Regions from separate parts of the Mus musculus genome. Here region 1 is linked to region 2. Evidence: chromatin contacts called from public HiChIP or PLAC-seq data. All regions are on one chromosome and are shown on one strand. The core of a region is the stretch at or near the end of the contact, and the rest is flanking DNA. Distances in the headings are between cores, read along the strand shown. Region 1 overlaps Srebf2 (sterol regulatory element binding factor 2). Region 2 holds the start of Snu13 (SNU13 homolog, small nuclear ribonucleoprotein (U4/U6.U5)).

Region 1 (2,905 bases), core at 70-2,569, 120 kb after region 2:
GGAGGTGGGACGGGAGCCTTCAGGGTCCTCTTCAGCTCCATAAGGAGTTCAGAAAGAGCCTGGGGTCCATGAGACTGGATCTCAGTACCCTACACACACCAAGAACGGGGGTGTCACATGTTACTGTTATGTTAGCCACATAAAAGTAATATAAATTAACAGGGCCAGTTGTAATCACCTTCTATAAATTTAAATAAAGCATACATATGATTTCTAAATAGAAAATACAATTTTCTTTTAGACATGAATAGTGTAATGGCTTTTTAAAAATTATTTAAATGATTTCTGTATGTGGGGGGACACGGGTCAGTTCTCCCCTCCACCACAGGCATTCCAAGGATCAGCTCAGGTCACCAGGCTTTGTGACAGACTTCCTCATTCACCAGGCCATCTTGCTGGCCCTCCTTTATTCCTTTAACTTTTAAACAAGAGATTTATTTTATGGGTATGAGTGTTTTTCCTGCATATAAGTGCACTGCATGTATGTGTGTGCACCGTGTCCATACCTGTTACCCACAGAGGCGGGTACATCTTGAGACTGGAGTTGCAGGTTATGAGCCACCATGTAGGTGCTGCGAATCAGACCCAGGAAACATCCTTTGAAAGAGCAAGCAGCCTGTGTGCTCAGCCACTGAGGCATCTCTCCAGCCCTCGTTGGTTGCTGCTGTGTGCCTCAGCCTCTTGAATGCCGGAATGGTGCACATGGGTCATCACAGCTGGCTCTGATGTCTTCTGCTTGTGGAACCTGGGACTCTGGGTGTTAGTCAGCTGCTATACCGCTAAGCTATCTCCAGCCTAGGTTCTTCTAAATGGAACCTTGTGTTCAGGAGCTCTCAGATAGCTGGACGAGAGGTGTCGAGTCCTTGGCGAAAGCCTTTAAGTAGGATGGTGAGCCAGCATAGAGAAAGAATAAAGGTGATCTTAGCAGAAAGGACATGGTGGTCTTACTCTGAGAATGACTCACCAACCCCAAACTGGTGCAGAAAGAGAAGTGGGTATCTTTGAAGGCTAGGTGAGTGGGAAGTGAAAGAAAGCTGTGGGTGTTGGAGGGCTCAGGACTGGGCAGGGCCGAGAAATGGCTCAGAGGACCAAAATTCAGTTCCAAGCACCTACAACCATCTGTAACTAACTTGAGCTCAAGGGGGAATCTAACTGGTCCCCTGGAGCACCCACATAAGCTGGACAGACAGATGTTCACGCTTCTTAAATAAAGAGAGAACAATTTGCAAGAAGGGCTGAAATGTGGTTTGTAGCTGGCAGGTGGCTCAGCAGTTCAGAGCACTTGCTGGTCTGTAGAGGGCCTGCGTTCAGTGGCCTGCACTAGGAGGCAGCGCACAACCATTTGTAACTCTAGTTCCAGGCGTCTTGTTTGAACAATGGCTGTGCAGGTCAGATGGTGATTGGTGTCTGACAGAAGACTAGTTGAATTGAAAACAGGGTGTGGGGTGGAGTGATAAGGTGCCATAGAGAGAAGCTTTGAAACAGTCAGTCTTAGGGTGAACCTGTGGCAGAGAAGAAAACCTGTGGAAAGTCCTATTGAAAATAGCTCTTCTGGGTGAGACAGTTGAACGGGCTCCAGCCTTGGGCTATGGAGACTGGAGAAGTCAGTACTTCATTCCCTCCCCACCCCCCCTCCCCACCCCTCCCACCCCGAACTGCAGAGGTGCCTTCTGGGTGCCTGGGAAAGGAGGAGAGAGCCGGACAGAGAGAACTAGGAGGCCACATTGAGTTGCTCTAGGTTTCTTGTGTGCTTTTTCTCTTGGGGGTGGGGTGTAGGCATGTGAATGTGCTGATAGTGGAAGCCAGAGCAAAGCATGTAGCCTTGGCGGCATGGTAAACGCCAAGTTATATGGTAAGTTATAGAGTAACTTACTGAACTGGGGGTCAGCTGTGAGTCATAAGCACACTCAGCCACGCCCGGCTTTTTGTATGAGTGCTGGGGATTTGAACTCAGGTTCTCATATTCACAGAGCAAACACTCTTACACACTGAACCAGGCCACCGCCTCCTTCTCCTTCTCCTCCTCTTCTATCTCCTCATCTTCCTCCTCCTTATCATCTTCTTCCTCCTTCTCCTCCTCCTCCTCTTGTTTTTTCAAGACAGGGTTTCTCTGTCTAGCTCTGGCTATGGTGAAACTGCGGATCAGGCTGGCCTCTGCTTCCTAAGCACTGGGATTAAAGGTGTGCACCACCACCATCCGGTCTATTTTCTAAATTTGTTTATAATAAATATATTATTCCTTTCATGATTTTAAAAATTGTCTAGAGCTGGCAAGATGCCTTAGCAGGTAAAGGCACTTGTCACCAAGGCTGATGGCCCGCGTCCCATCACTAGAGCACACACGGCGGGAAGAGAAAACTGACTCACCCCTACCTCTTTATACATGTGCCTTGGTATACACAAGCTCCCCCTGCCCCGTAAATAAATATAACTCAAAAATAAAACATATTATCTAACAACATTCATAATAAATATAAAGTGTAAGAATAACATTGTACTAATGTCTCAACGAATTAATAAAATATGTATTGAAAAAATAAGTAGTGGGGCTTGCAGAGGACACCCCAGCCACATGGCAGCTAGTAAAACAGTCTGTAACTCCAGGGGATCCAGCGCCCTCTTCTGTCCTCTGTGGGTACTGCATGTACGTGGTGCTCAGACACATTCAGGGAAAACCCCCATACAATAAGAATAAGTGACCTTTGCTCTGTGCAGTCACTCACTGTAGTCTAAGGTCTGAGGAGACCAGCTTTGGCAGTATGGTAAACCCTGAGTTATGTGGTAAGTTATACAGTAAGACCCTGGCTAAACTCTTCATCCTACCCCACCCTCACTCCCCTAAACAGAGTAATGACCTCTGTAAACCAGTTCTTCTCTTACCTCTCTGGGCTAGACAACAAATACC
Region 2 (2,700 bases), core at 34-2,533:
CTGTAAGCCCAGCATTCTGGAGGCCGGCCAAGGCAGGGAGATCTCATGTCCAAAGCCAGAACTCGCCCGTCCTTAAGCGATGCATGTTTGTACTCCGCCTGCTACAAGCGACCCGTTGTCCCCACTTCCCAGCCTAGACAAACTGCTGCAGAGTTCACCAAGAGCACCGCACTTCAAAACTCTTCCCTGGTTCAACACTGGCTCAGCCACTCTCTCTCTCTCAAACTCTAGACTCGGTCAGTAGTTGCTAAACCTCAGGGGTGGGAGCACGAAAACAAAGCCGACCACCCAAGGGCTGGATGAAATCGCACCAGGCCTGAAAGGGCTCAGCCAAACGGAGCCCTGTACACCATCACAAAGTGGAGACGCTCAAACGCTATCATCCCACGTGGGGCTACCAGGACCACGGATTTCTGAAGGCGTCGGTCGCTCTCATGGTGGGAGCCTTTCCTGAGCTTCCTTCACATTCCATGTGACCCCAAATTTAAAAAAGGAGGCGAGGGTGGGGTGGTGGTGGTTACCTAGTCCGGAGGGCGCGATGGTACGCGCCTTTAATCCCAGCACTGGTGAGGCAGATCTCTTGAGAGCTCAAGGCCAGCTTAGTTTACAGAGTTCCAAGGCCAACCAGGGCTCCATGAGCCCCTAAAAACAAACTAAACCAAAAAGCGCCCCCGAATTCCCTAAGTCTTAGTTCCCGACAGACCCTGGCTGCGGACCCCACGGCGATCCCCTTCCTCAACCCCGGGAGTGGAGAAGACGTGGGTAGTGAGTGCCTCGCATCCCGGGATTTCACCTCATCCCCCAGTGTTTAAAAAGAAAAGAGAAAGAAAACGAGAAGGAGAACAGACGGGCTTCCACACGCGTTCACCATCCCACGTGGGGCGCTCATTTTCCCACGCTGCGCCATGCCTGTCCCCTCGCCGCGGCCTCTGGGCACGCCCACGGCTGCAAAGCCCACCGGGCCGCAGCGACCTGGGACCTCAGCTGCCCGGGATCTCCACTCCGCCGCCCCAGGAACGACCTCGCGGGCCGCCGGAGTTCCAGCCCCGGGCCTGGAGGTCGGCCATCTCGGGGCGGGCGACATGTCGCACGCGCTCCACCTCCCCCAAGACGCAGCGAACAGGGCCCGCGGCCCGCGCTCCCCGTGCTTGCGGCCCGCCGCGCTCACTCACCATGGCTGCGGTGCGCCGGTCTCGCCGCGACTCGACGACAGCCCAACTCAAGAGGGACTGAAACGCCGCGCAGGAAAAAGGAGCGGAAATCACTTCAGAAGCGGCAGGAAGCGGAAGTGACGCCACAGAGCGCGCGCAATGACGGCGTCCCGCCCCCTTCCCGGAAGAAGAGAGTGCTGAAGTCATCTTTGGATGTGGGAGATGCGTTTTTTCAGATTTTATTAGCGTTCTAGTTAGGATCGGCAAAAGATTGTGAATAAACCACTCGGGAAGTGGCACACTAGTACAACGGGTTGTGAGGGTTGCCATTTCATAACCAGGCTTTTTTTTTTTTTTCGAGACAGGGTTTCTCTGTGCAGCCCTGGCTGTCCTGGAACTCGCTTTGTAGACCAGGCTGCCCTCGAACTCAGAAATCCACCTGCCTCTGCCTCCCAAGTGCAGGGATTAAAGGCATGCGCCACCACGCCAGGCTTTTTTTTTTTTTTTTTTTTTTTTTTTTTTTCTGAGTACATAGTGTACCCTTTTCAAAACCATCCTCTCAGGCGGAGGTTGATTTCTACAATTAGCTGGAATAATGCAGTGGTTGTGAGTCTCTTGGGGAGTGTGTGTCAAAAGACCCTTTCCCAGGGGCCGCCGAAGACCATCGGAAGACACGATTCATAACAGTAGCAAGATTACAGTTATGAAGTAGCAACGAAAGTAATTTTATGGTTGGGGGTCACCACAACATGAACTGTATTAAAGAGCTGCAGCAATGGGTAGGTCAAGAGCCATTGGACTAGGGGGCTAGTTAGTGAATGACAGGGAGGTTGTGTTTGGAGTAATTATGTAGGACACCTGCTTCCTTCTTCTGAGCATCTTGCCCCTTTCTTAGTGATGCACCAAAACTTCGTTATGAAAGGATAAACTCAAGTCTAGCGCTCCCTCCCATGAGCTCTTCCGTGATCCTCGTGGCTTCTCAGTCTTTTCCAACATGATGCCAAACACATCTTGGGGCTATTTGGATCTAGCCCAGACCCCACCATTAGAGCCAATTTCAGCTCATTGTGTCACAACTGTAGAGCTGAGAACTGGGAGGACCTTTAAGAGCCTTACAAAATAGTTCCTCATTTTTACAGATGAGAACAAAGTGTAAAGAAGGGAAGCCTGCCCACTGTCAGGAATCAAACAGTGGCAAAGCTAAAACCGGACCTTGAGATTTTTAGCATTGGGGGTCAGGCAACCACATGGATTCAAACTGCCAACAGGAGGGAACATTTCTAGAGACTGGCGAGATGCCTCCCTGGTTCAGCACACTGGCTGCTCTTCTATAGGATATGGGTTCAATTCCCAACACCCACATGGCAACTGACAACACTTGTGACTCCAGTTACAGAAAGATTCAACTGCCTCTTCTAGCATCCATGGGCACTGTGATGCACAGACTTGCATGCAGGCAAACAATCACACATAAGAGACACTTTTTAAGAATATTGATCAGGGCAATGGTGGCGCATGCCTTTGATCCCAGCACTTGGGTGGCAGAGGC

Evidence for each region. HiChIP or PLAC-seq counts read pairs in DNA pulled down with a chosen protein or histone mark.
Region 1: an H3K4me3 HiChIP or PLAC-seq map of the SCID.adh cell line shows a contact between it and region 2, with 20 read pairs. The contact joins the enhancer-like site here to the promoter of Snu13 in region 2. A contact is called at or near these places in 9 of 39 promoter capture datasets (the 3T3-L1 cell line, the C10 cell line, the HPC-7 cell line and 4 more), 4 of 484 Hi-C or Micro-C datasets (CD8 T cells, Th1 cells, nephron progenitors and 1 more), 9 of 115 datasets of contacts at active chromatin or transcription factors (the 230-238 cell line, the SCID.adh cell line, T-cell acute lymphoblastic leukemia and 4 more) and 2 of 9 other capture datasets (adipose tissue and liver).

What each region holds. Positions count from the first base shown.
Region 1 is chr15:82,162,867-82,165,771 of GRCm38.p6, forward strand. The region is part of intron 1 of Srebf2 (sterol regulatory element binding factor 2); the gene reads left to right. Among named protein-coding and RNA genes, the nearest start is that of Srebf2, 17 kb to the left of the region's middle. Within about 2 kb of position 1,320, at least 150 of the 459 cell types and tissues checked have an H3K27ac peak or open chromatin away from gene starts, as enhancers often do. A contact at or near this core is called in the 230-238 cell line, CD8 T cells, the HPC-7 cell line and 7 more, where this site is marked.
Region 2 is chr15:82,046,315-82,049,014 of GRCm38.p6, forward strand. It overlaps Snu13 (SNU13 homolog, small nuclear ribonucleoprotein (U4/U6.U5)), which reads right to left and starts at 1,284. Exons shown (of 3, transcript NM_011482.4): 1 at 1,173-1,284. The coding sequence starts at 1,175.